Regions from separate parts of the Mus musculus genome. Here regions 1, 2 and 4 are each linked to region 3. Evidence: chromatin contacts called from public Hi-C and HiChIP or PLAC-seq data. All regions are on one chromosome and are shown on one strand. The core of a region is the stretch at or near the end of the contact, and the rest is flanking DNA. Distances in the headings are between cores, read along the strand shown. Region 1 holds the start of Zfp202 (zinc finger protein 202). Region 2 overlaps Mir100hg (Mir100 Mirlet7a-2 Mir125b-1 cluster host gene). Region 3 holds the start of Hspa8 (heat shock protein 8). Region 4 holds the start of Scn3b (sodium channel, voltage-gated, type III, beta).

What was found. A called contact is a pair of places that touch in the nucleus more often than the background predicts. HiChIP or PLAC-seq counts read pairs in DNA pulled down with a chosen protein or histone mark.
Region 1: a contact with region 3 is called in a Hi-C map of rod photoreceptor, with 6 times the contacts expected there. The contact joins the promoter of Zfp202 here to the promoter of Hspa8 in region 3. A contact is called at or near these places in 1 of 484 Hi-C or Micro-C datasets (rod photoreceptor) and 1 of 115 datasets of contacts at active chromatin or transcription factors (bone marrow-derived macrophages).
Region 2: a contact with region 3 is called in a Hi-C map of muscle stem cells, with 5 times the contacts expected there. The contact joins the enhancer-like site here to the promoter of Hspa8 in region 3. A contact is called at or near these places in 1 of 39 promoter capture datasets (hippocampal neurons), 1 of 484 Hi-C or Micro-C datasets (muscle stem cells), 1 of 115 datasets of contacts at active chromatin or transcription factors (bone marrow-derived macrophages) and 1 of 9 other capture datasets (pancreatic islet).
Region 4: a contact with region 3 is called in an H3K27ac HiChIP or PLAC-seq map of embryonic stem cells, with 6 read pairs. The contact joins the promoter of Scn3b here to the promoter of Hspa8 in region 3. A contact is called at or near these places in 1 of 39 promoter capture datasets (hippocampal neurons), 2 of 484 Hi-C or Micro-C datasets (cerebral cortex and embryonic stem cells) and 2 of 115 datasets of contacts at active chromatin or transcription factors (bone marrow-derived macrophages and embryonic stem cells).

Annotation. Positions count from the first base shown.
Region 1 is chr9:40,191,002-40,193,968 of GRCm38.p6, reverse strand. It overlaps Zfp202 (zinc finger protein 202), which reads right to left and starts at 1,653. Exons shown (of 7, transcript NM_030713.2): 1 at 1,532-1,653.
Region 2 is chr9:41,479,009-41,481,731 of GRCm38.p6, reverse strand. All of the region lies in intron 3 of Mir100hg (Mir100 Mirlet7a-2 Mir125b-1 cluster host gene), which reads right to left. Among named protein-coding and RNA genes, the nearest start is that of Mir100, 51 kb to the left of the region's middle. Within about 2 kb of position 1,446, at least 83 of the 459 cell types and tissues checked have an H3K27ac peak or open chromatin away from gene starts, as enhancers often do. A contact at or near this core is called in bone marrow-derived macrophages and muscle stem cells, where this site is marked.
Region 3 is chr9:40,799,954-40,802,682 of GRCm38.p6, reverse strand. Hspa8 (heat shock protein 8) reads right to left here and starts at 1,407. Exons shown (of 9, transcript NM_031165.5): 1 at 1,335-1,407; 2 at 556-765; 3 at 60-265. The coding sequence starts at 760.
Region 4 is chr9:40,267,648-40,270,539 of GRCm38.p6, reverse strand. Scn3b (sodium channel, voltage-gated, type III, beta) reads right to left here and starts at 1,324. Exons shown (of 7, transcript NM_001083917.1): 1 at 938-1,324; 2 at 493-572. The coding sequence starts at 547.

The DNA.
Region 1 (2,967 bases), core at 404-2,903, 610 kb after region 3:
AGGTCTGGCCAAAAATAGTGTTTCTCAAAATGGTCAATACAGAACACAGAGCACCACTTCAGTCTTACATGCGGATTCATGTATGATAAACTCCATACCCACTATCTGGGCAAAGGAAGTAAATTTGAGGTTTCATGCAGAAAAGCACAAACTTATCCAGCAACGCTGACATTCAGGCAGGAGAGGAAAATAAAACAGAAAGCCTAGGGTTGTTTTATGCCTGTGTTGAGTGGTATAGTCACCACACCTGTATATTCTGAAACGACAGGAGTCCCTCAATAGTGATGTAGGTCTTGCAGTGGCCTTGGAATGACTGTCTCCTGCAATTATACAGGTAGAATGCAAAGGGTGTGTACATAGGAGACAGGAGGAAAGGTCAGCAGCTGTCTTAGAAGAAAAATGTACTGCCTTCCTCCTAACCCTTTTATGTTAGGCAGCAATAGCAGAAAGTGACTCAAGATATTTGATGGCCTCCAAATATCCCACTGTCACTTGCTTCTCCTAGCAAGCTTCTCACAGCCATCCTGACACTTCATTGAAACTGTTTTCTGGATTAAGGTCCATGGGGCTGCTTCAAAGAAAAAGCTGCACAGAGAGATGCCTTGTGACTTCGTTGCCCCAAGCTTTCCCTACTGCCTTTCACCTGTAGACTATGGACAGAATAACCTGACAGCAAAACCCTAGATGTGGCACTCCTAACCACGACCAAGACGATAAGCTGGACCTAGAGATCTCCCTTTGGGGAGTTCTGCACAGAGAAAAGACAGCGCTATCCATGTGTAGAATACGAGACAGCCACAGCCCAGGGGAAAGTGTGTGAGAGGACCAGGTCGGCCATGGAATAAAAAACTAGCAAACTTTCAGTCCACTATGGAAAGTCCCGCAGATGGTGAGATGAGCTGGAGAAGAGGTCCCCGAGCTGGTTGTCAGGGGTAGGAAGAAAGAAGTTCAGACAGTGCAGACAGTAGCCTCTAGCTCTACAGGGAAGTTCTGAGCCTGTCACTAAGCCAGGTGAGAGCCACACGCTAGACGGCCAAGGACTGGCAAGGATCACAGGTGATAAGATCGCATGTGAAGGGGGCGGGGTTCGCTGGGAAGGAGGGAAGGCAAAACCTGCAGGGAGGGCTCTGGAGCAATGTGCGATGCAGAGTGAAAAGTCTGAAGAGAGGGGAAGGTGGGCGTCAAGGGGCCTAGGCTACACCCCACTGGCTTCTAGCGCACCGGAGCGGTTGGTATGGACGCAATCCGAGGGGCACAGTGCATGTCCGCAGGCCCCCAGAGGGGGCGGAAGGAGGTGGCTGGGCAGAGAAGCCTGGAGTGCCACCCTTGTCTCCGGACGTCCCGGCTCTGGCCGCGAGGAGGTGACATGGTTACAACGCCCAGGCCGCGGGGACCCCGCCGCCACCCCTTCCCTGGCAGGCGCTGTCCCCCGGCGCCGGGGGGGCGGGGTCTGCTGCCCCTCCCAATGCTCCTGCCCTTCCCTCCCCGCCCGCTGCGGTGCCCGCTCGCCGGCCAGGTCCCCGACACTCACGTCTCCCGCGGCTCCGGCGGCTCCTCCCCTGCCCGGTGCTCCCCCACCCACTCCCGGCCGAAAGAGCCGAGCGGGATCCGAGTCGCGCGGGGCCCAGCGGGTCGGAACACGTGGGTCCTCTGCGCCCGGAACCGGAAGCGACCACTCGCCCCACCTCCAAGGGGTGCTGGAGCCTGTCTAGGCTGTAGGAGGTTTGGTCCACTCGTTGTGTTCCTGTTGGTCGAAGCCTGGGGCTTCTCCAGTGAGACCCATGCCGGGAAGCATTCCCTGGACTGCTGCCCTCTATGGCCAGTCCCCTTTGCGGCAAACCCATCACCTTCCTAGGCGTGGTATTCATTGTCCACTTCCTACAGGGTTTTGTTTTCATCTTTCATGTTGGTTTTGGTATCTACATCTCCACAAGAGAATCCCCTCCTTCCCACGCAGTTTTCTTTTCCTTCAAGCATGGAAGAATAAAAAAAGAAAGGTTTAGATTTGAATGCTGGCTCCTTCATGCACAGCTGTTGCCGGGCCGCCAGAACATCTGCCTGTCAACTCTGTCCGTCTTGAAAAAACACAAACTGTTGGTCTTAGAACTAAAAACTGGAAGGTAGACTGAAGCTCAGTAAGGAAATGGTGGTGTTGTCTATTAACCTTTGTGTGCTATTTTGGTGCCTCTTTGCCACTGTCTTCCCTGATCTAAGTTGTTCATTTTTGTCTTTGTCCCTAACACTTCTATAGTCCATCTTGCCCTGAATGTCACATGGTGACATGTGCAAGTCTTCTCCTTTCAGCCATTTCTTGAAAACCGTTTCCGTTCATGGGACAAACTGCTCGAGACTGCTTAGCATACTTTGAACTGGACATGTTAATTGCTTTTGCTAGAGAGGCAGCTGTGTTCTGCAGAGGGTGTTACAACACCCTTGATCAAAGCTTTGTTGAAGCCCCAACTGGAAGACTGTTCTTCGGTCAAAGGAGTGGATGGAGTCTACCTCTAGCCTGGCTGAAGACCGAGCAATCGTGAGATTTAATCCAGTTGTGCCCAGCCAATCACCTGACCACCCCACCAGAATGCAAGTTCACTTAATACCGTGGTAAAAGACATGGGAGTTGGTGACGGTATCCCTTTAATGAGATAGATAATGTACTTTTTCAGAAACCTGATTCTGTTCAGTTCAGGCAGTCAGTGCCAGAATGGGCAGGTCTGTCTGCCCTTCTGAGTCCTGACTAAGGTATACTTTTCCCCTCCTCCTCCTCTTCCTCTTCCTGTTCCTCTTCCCCCTCCTCCTCCCCTTCGTTTTTTTTTTTTTTTTTTTTTTTTTTTTTTTTTTTTTAAATCTTTATCTGAGGACACTGGACAGAGCCAAAGTATGCTTTTTCTGTTACTTGGAGCCTTTCTATTATTTTCTGAAGTATCCCTCCCTCTGCTGCACTATGTGACTGCTTACAATGACAGG
Region 2 (2,723 bases), core at 197-2,696, 680 kb before region 3:
GCAATCAGGAGGCAGAGATAAGAGAATCATATATTCCAGGCTAGCATGATACATGTAACACATAAAGTAAATCAAGGGCTAGACAGGTGGTACAAAGCTTACTTAGTGTGCATATATCTAGGGTTTGACACCCAGTGCCACACATACAAAAAATATGCACACAAACACACACATTCATATGCATGCCTATGCATGCATATACACGGGTATGCACATGATATCCCTCTTGCATCTGTCATTCACTCAAGTTATAGAAAGGCAGGGAAATTGGCCCAAAATATGTCAGGCTTATGAATAAACTTGGTTGGCCAGTAAGCTGGCTCAGTGGGTAAGACATCTGCTGTCAAACCTGATGGTGTGTGTTCGATCCCTAGGACTCATAGTGGAGAGTGAGGACCAACTCCTCAAGTTGTCCTCTGGTTTTCACAGGTATGCCATGGCATATGCACATACCCCCTACAAACACGGAGTGCCAAGGAGTAAAAAGAGGCTCTCTTATCATATTGGGTATCCCATACCTGATGCTTCTTTCTCCACTCCCTGAATGGAAACTCCCTGAGATGAGTCTGTTTAGTTGGTTCTTACAGTATTTATTGAGTCCTGTAGAGAGAATATCTTGTGTATTGTATGAATGCATCATCGGTCAAGGAAAAAGCCTATGGCCTATTGCTTAGGCAGAAAATATAAGAAGAGACATCTGGGAGAAGAAAAAATTCTAGGAGAGATTCACTAGGAAGATATGTCAAGACAGACACGTGGTACCTGAGCACAGGTAACCAGCCATGTGGCAGAACGTAGGCTAGACAAAATGGAATATTTTAAGCAATATCTAGTCAGAGAATAGCCTAGCTATATGGCAAATATATTTGTAAGTATATTTTGGATCTGAGTCTTATTTTTGGGGACACAGGACTAGGAGGGAGAACCGGGGCTTAACTTCAACAGAGTCCTCTAGTTAGAATGGACATTCAACCAAAATATGAATCTTCATTCCTAGAACCACGTTCAGGCCATAGAAACCACTAGATTTTGACTTGCTGGGCTGTCAAATAAAGAATGGTCTTTGTTAAGACTCGGTCTCATAGCCCTTCTATAACTATAGCTGCTGCATCCCCCCCCCCCACTCTAGCCCATTAGTGTAGCTTAGAGTTCTCTGGAATGCTTGTGGGACGCGCTCTTTGCGGTCATCATTAGGTCCACTTTCCTAACTAAACTTGGAAGTGTTTTATGATAGGAACTATGTTTCACAACATCACAATTTCTGTGTGAAAAGAGTAAGAATTCAATAAATGCCTCCTGCCCGATAATTGAGAGAATGGGGAGGAATGTTTCTCTTGTAATTACGAATGTTACAGATTTATGACTGAACCTCATATCTCAGACTCTGCCTGGACTTCCAAGTCTTCCATAGACCAAACTGGAGAAGCCGTGAGTCACTCTGCTTGGAGGGGAGGGGCGTGTGTTTGTGCAGGATATGTTTCCCAACCTCGATGAATCATGTGTATAATCGCCCAAACTGCATCCTGTCTGGGGAAGTAACCAAAACCCCTATTTCTGGCCCAATGGCTTTTTGGTTTATGAGTAAATGCCACTGGCATGCCATTAAATAAATGCCCTCAGAAAGCCCTCAGCTAGTGCCATACCTACAATAGTCAGGCTTGTGACAGATCAGTCATGCCTTGAGAACACGAGGTGAAGACCCATCTTTCTCAGCTTGTCTCTCTCTGGCACACTGCTGCCAAGTTCTGACTGAATGTTGTGATGCTCCTTCCCAAACTATAGGTCAAGTCATTCCCTTGCCCACCATCAATGAGCCCAGCATCTACAGAGAAGTTCTGAATTTTGTGTGTGCTGCACACACGTACATGTGCAAGCCTGTGCATATATTTGTGTGGGAGTAGAGGCCAACATCGGGTGCCCTTCCTGATTGATCTCTCCTTGGTTTTTTTGTTTGTTTTGTTTTGTTTTGTTTTGTTTTGTTTTGTTTTGTTTTGTTTTGACGGGGTCTTTCATTGAAGTTGGAGCTCACCAAGTCAGCTAGACTGACTAGCCAGTGAGCCTCAGAGATTCTCCAGTCTCCACCTTCCAAGGACGGGAGTTACAGGCACACACTGCTGCACTCAGAATTATTTTACAGAGGTGCTGAGGATTGGTCCCAGTTTGTCATACATACACAGCAAGAATTTTATCATCTGAGCTATCTGCCTAGTGTGACATCTCACTTTCTTTTAATTCTTAAAAATGTTTATATGTGTAAATGTTTGCCTGTTTGTATGTATGTGTTCCATGTGCATGCCTGGTACCCAAAGAGACCAGAAGAAGGCATTGGATCCTCTAGAATTGACCTTATAGATGGTTATGGGTCACTATGTGGGTACTGAGAACTGAACTCTGGTTCTCTGCAATAGAGAAAGTGCTCCTAACCACTGAGCCTTCGCCCCAGCCCCAAGACGTAACTTTTAAACCTATTGTCCAAGTTCCTCTAGAATCCGAACCCAGGCTATTTCACTCACTTTACTTCCTCTTCCCTCAATACCACAAGCTCCCATTTAACACAGCCAACAGATGCCTTTTCTGAATATACACAAAGCCTCACCTTCACTCTGTGATTTCGTTCCCTCTATCCTTCTTATAACTGCCGTCTCCTCCAATGTCTGAGGGTCAGAAATCTGTATTTCCTCAGACCTCACCCAATAGTGATTTCTCTACCCTGTCCACTGTGC
Region 3 (2,729 bases), core at 158-2,657:
TGAATTAAACATAAAGGTAACACCCATCTCAAATGGCACCTGTTAAAAAAAAAACCCACCTTTCCGAGGTACGCTTCTGCAATTTCCTTCATCTTTGTCAGAACCATGGAGGACACTTCCTCTGGGTAGAAACTTTTTGTCTCCCCTTTGTATTCCACTTGGACCTTGGGCCTGCCTGCATCATTCACCACCATGAAGGGCCAGTGCTTCATATCAGACTGAACAACAGCATCATCAAACCTACGCCCGATCAGACGTTTGGCATCTGTAAAATATTAAACATACCTCATCACACTCCTTAGTGCCTATCACTGCAAAAAAAAAAAAAACCAAAAAAACAGAAAACAAAAACCTGCAGCACCCATCTAGATGGACGTAATCTCTAGTGCAGGAAGCCAAGGCCCATATTTAAAATCTTGTGGCCTTATATTGTCATATTTAAACAGTTGCAATCTCAGGCTGCAGTTATTAAGGCAGATCTGTTTCTACATTCCAAATGCCCTGCCCCCCAGCCCTTTTACTCATGCTAGTGGCACAAAGATGCTGGCGACTTACCAAAAACTGTGTTGGTGGGGTTCATTGCAACCTGATTCTTGGCCGCATCCCCAATTAATCTCTCTGTGTCCGTGAAAGCAACATAGCTTGGCGTGGTGCGGTTACCCTGGTCATTGGCAATAATTTCCACCTTTCCATGCTGGAAGACACCCACACAGGAGTAGGTGGTGCCGAGATCAATGCCAACTGCAGGTCCCTTAGACATGGTTGCTATTAGAAAAAAAAAGGAGGGGGGCTAAGCACTCGCTTTCCGGCTTTTATCCAGTCCGCAGTGGGTCTGGACTTGGTGACCCAGACCTATCACCTGAAGCCACGCGGCAGGCTCGTGGCAGCAGTGCTGCAGTATAGGTGGTCTGTGCCAAGCCTGGCACAGCCCGCCCAAGGCTCAAGGAACCATCTGTCCTAAAGGTCTGCGACAATGGTGGAGCACGTGGCCACCTCCGAGCGCCCCCCGAACCCCCCCCACCCGGACCGCGCACCGCGGGAGCCAGGATCCCCCTTTCCCACCTCGGGGGGCCCTGCCCTGTGGGCGCCGGGCAGAAGCCTTATATTTGAAGTCACAGACAGGATAAAAAGACCAGGGCGCCTGTGGCTCCCCTCCCCCGCCACGCGGAGCCACAAGGCCATGGCGGCGCCGCCCTGACTCAGCCCATCCTCCGGATCTGCTGCAGTCTCTGTCCCTGGTGGTGACGGCCTGAGCTGCAGCCGCCGCCTAAGAGACTCCCCGGGACTCCTGCACCACCCCGGACCCCCGCAAACCCCCGAGTCCCATGCCTCACCTTGTGTGTAGGCCCAGCTGCGCTGACGACGAGACCACACAAATGCCAGGCAGCTGCCTCCGCGTTCAATGAGACCGGTTTCCGCCCGCTTCCCTCTCTCTTATACCCTGTCTTAGAACCTTCCAGAAGGGTGCCGCCCCATCCCGCTGCCGATCATAGCTTCTTAGCCAATGGACGACCAGCCCTTGCCGACTGCACTAATGAAGAGCCAGAACGCTCGCCTAGGTCCCGCCTTCTCCCCGCCCCGCCTCGCGATGACGCACGACCGCGGCGTTCTGGAACTTTCACGCTCGCCCCCGCTCTGGGAACGGCCCGGGGGGAGCGGAGAAGGCGGGGCGCCGGGAGCCCGCGCGCGGGAGTCCTCTGTCACTCAGAGCTGCTGGGGGAGGGGAGAGGGTCGCCGGCGAGTGCGCGTGCGCGACCCGGCAGCGCAGGCGGGAGGGGGCGGAAGGATGCCCTGGGAGGAAGGCGGGTACCTCCGCGACGGACCAATGAGAGCAGCGTTCGGCCGGATCCCTACCTCTTGGGACCCCGGGCTGCCTGAGAGAAGAGCCTGAGGGAGGGGGAGTCCGGGAAGAGAAGACGGAAGTGGGGCGAGGACAAAATGGCTGCGAAGGTTGTTGCGCCCCTCCCCCACACGACCCTCGGTCCTTCTCCCTGAGCCCGGCGGTTTCCCGGCCTCGGGCTTGGTCCACCCCAGCCTGAGACTAAGGAGCACTGCTAGGCTTCTTGTTTCGTGCTGCCAGCTTGTGGGAGGCTAAGCCGCCGCGCTATCTCGCTGGCTTTCCCCACCCCTCACCCCCCACAAAATGGGACACCTCGATTCCCCCCCCCCCCAGTGCGGAGGCTCGATCTGCCTGGCTCGCCACATGTCCCCAGGATCGTTTGTGATCCTCTATCAAAGAAATGGCCCAGTCCTCTCTGCTTACCCCTGAGCCGAACGCCCCTCCCCACCTCCGCTGTCCCACAGGGGACAGCGTGACCTCTGTCCCCTCTCTGCTCCACCAGACTCATCAGTTAATGGAATAAATGTACGAAAGATAAATGTTTTTTGTCCCTTTGTGGGTGAGCTAGGCACTGGCATTCCTGGTTTCCGGCAGCCCCGTGTCCTTGATAGAGTGATCGCGACCTTTTTATTTTCAGTAACATGAGGTAATGTCTCTCCTGACTTGACTTTTACCAAAAATTAAACGCCCGGCCGCGCTGAGTCCTTGAAAACGTGACTGAGCCAATGGCCGGAGCGAGTGCTTAGACTCTGAAACCGCAGTGCCTGGAGGCTGGGCGTTCCGGGCCTCGTCACACCCGGCTCTCTAGCACTTTCCACGCGTCCTTTCAAATAGGCAGGGAGTGCAGCTCTTTATTAGTTAGATAGGTTGTCTTTTTATTTTTTAAAGA
Region 4 (2,892 bases), core at 75-2,574, 530 kb after region 3:
ATAGTTTCTCTCTCTCAAAATTCATGCATCCAGGTTTTGTGCTTTTTTTTAAACCATAGAGAGAAATGAGTGTGCCCCCCCCCCCCACACACACATACACCAAATCATTGAGATTTTCAGGACTGACTGACTCTTCACTGAGCGATGCAAATGTAAAAAATGCAAGCAAGATTTTGAAATAATAAACGGATACATTCCTTTTCAGCAAAGGGGGAAGGGAGGAGAAAAAATAAAAATTAGGAAAGACGGGAATCAGAGAAGCATTAAAGATGGTTAGGAGGGAAAAAAAAATCAAGGCACAGGGAGCAGGGAGGTGCCTTTGCAAACCTCCAAACCCAGGTCTCTGGGAGCGCGTGTGGATCTCCATGTCTGGCAAAAATGCACAGAGAGAAACCAGAGCTCCTTTTTGTCACCATCGACATCACTTAAGTGTTGTTATTGTTAGCACGATGCGTGGTATTAGCACATTGCAAGGCAGGGTGCTGTACTTACCCCAGTAGATGAGCACTAGAGAAGCTAGGGGAAGCAATCTGTTGAAGGCAGGCATCTTTTCTCGTAAGTGGTTTCTGGAACTGAACAGAGAGGATCTCTGTCAAGGACTGAGCCCTCTGATTCTTTCGAGGAAACCTTCAGGGATTAACTGCCCCTAAGGGAGCGGACCTTCTGAGTGGGAGGAGGAAGAAAAAGGTCAAGTCCCCTTCCTAGGGGGTCTGCGGGATCTGGAGCCCAGTGTAGGTGTCAGCTGAAGCCACCTCGCTAAAGCGAGCCTCGGGGCTTGGCTCAGCACCACGGACAGTAGCCTTCCCGCCCACCCCACTCTTGGAATTCCAACCCTCTCCTCTGCTTGCGTTTGCAACCAAAGCAAAGTGGACTGGGAAGGGAGTCTCGCAGCCGGCGCGGGGATGCTGGCCTGTGGAAGGAGTCAGTGTTGATTCACCTCTCGCCTCCCCTAGGGACAGCGACTTCGATCCACCGAGACTCAGAATCTCGGGCTTCTACGGCGGGGCAGGCTTCTCCAGCTGGGCGTGTCCCCACTCCAGCCGTCGTCTGGGCTACAGAATGTGTTCCACTTCAGTCTTGTACACAGCAGCCCCGGGCTCCCATGAGGTCCACCAGGCGTGGAAAGAGGCGGGAGCTTCGGTGGGACTGGCGATCTCAGAGGTGGAGGCTGGGTAGAGGGGGGGACCCCCTTCCGCGGGGCGCGTCTCTGGATCCTGCGAAGCCCCGATGCTGGGCGATTGGGTGATCAAGCCGCCCCTCTCCAGGGCCACCCCCTAGCTGAATGTGTTGCTAGCCTTGACATGCGCAGGCAGCTCTCTGCCGCTTTGGTCGCTATGGACCCTCCCCCTTGGACACATATTCCCCACCCCTAAACCCACGTGCCCCTCCCAGGGCTGGCGCGTTGAGAAGAGGGGGAGGAGCGCAAACACCCTCCGACCGCGGTGGCTTCTTGTCTGGCTAGCTGGCTGTCACCTCGGTTTTCTACTGTCTGGGTTTCTCTCTGAGTTATGGACACACACATAGCTTCCACCTATTTACCCACCCCCTCCAGGCAACCCCACTCCTGCTGCCTCCCAAATACACTTGCCCACAGCTCTGGGGAATGGAGGGACACATCTCTTTGAAGCAATGATGTCATCTATAATAGTTACAGTACCAGCTAGCTCCTGGCTGGCTTCTCTTCGCCCTCTACTTTATCCCCCCCCCCCTTCTTGCCTCCCCAGCCTTTGAATTGCCTTGATTAATGGGTTCCCACACAAGGGACACAGCAAGGCAATTTCTGCTTGTAGCAAATAGGGTAGGGTGTGGCACACCTGTCCCTACCTCAGTGCTCAGTCTAGTTCCAAATGCGAGCTTCGGATAAGCTTTAGGGTAGGGATAAGGAAGGATGATTTCTCGTTTCCCAAGTTATCTGAGGTGCCCCACCTTCCCCAACCATTTGTAGGCAGATAGACGATGTGATGTTGAGACGGTTTCCAACTCTTAGACGCTCCGAGTCCTAGCAGCTGCTGAGCATCCCCGCCCTATTTCTGGAAGGGAAACCTGAACCTTTACACTCAGTTATAAACTCGAATTGACTTAACGGATTAGGCATGCCTGGAATCGAAGGGAAGGCTTAATGGTGAAAGACTGGTACAAAAGTCTGGCTCCTGCCCAGGCCCTTTTCTCCTGTTCTCTAGCCAAAAAGGGGTGGGGGTCGGGGGGGGGGGCATAACAGTGATATTCCTAAAGGGAATGCGGAGTAACAGCTGACGGTAAATGAACTATACACAGGAAATGCTCCCTGCTAAATGTCACATACACAGTCACAGAAGGTCCTCAGTCAGGTTTCTTCCCGGGCCGAGAGCCACGGGGTCGTAAAACGCCATCTTGTGTTGAGGATCAGCCTTTGAGGTTCTCAAAATCTGCAACATCTTTCACAACTCAGGAATCAGTGAGGCGCTTTCCTGACGAGTGTGCTGGAACTCTCTTGTGTGACAGCTGGCTCTTCACAGCTTAACCGCCCCCCGCCCCCCCCTTCTGACGCGTAAGGAAGTTCTTTGTACTCATTTGACTTCTATACCCATTCCTCCCCAAGCTGCATTAATCGTTCTTGATACATTTTCCTCAATAAAGAAGTCATTTCCTCCATGACCCATCGCAAGAACTTTTTGTTTGGAACTAAACTTCTCCAGTGTACAATAGTTTCTAGCCAACCCCAATCTCTGACTACCCTGGCTACTTTTTTCACTCATCAACATGATTCTCTGACATTATGAATAGGAGCTAGTCCTTTTTGTGTGGTCTGAGCAGAACAAATCTGATGGAATCAGAAGAAAATTGCTCAAGAGGAAAAATATATTCAAACACCGCATGTCCTTCACAATGGGCTTGCGTTCGGTTAAAATCGGA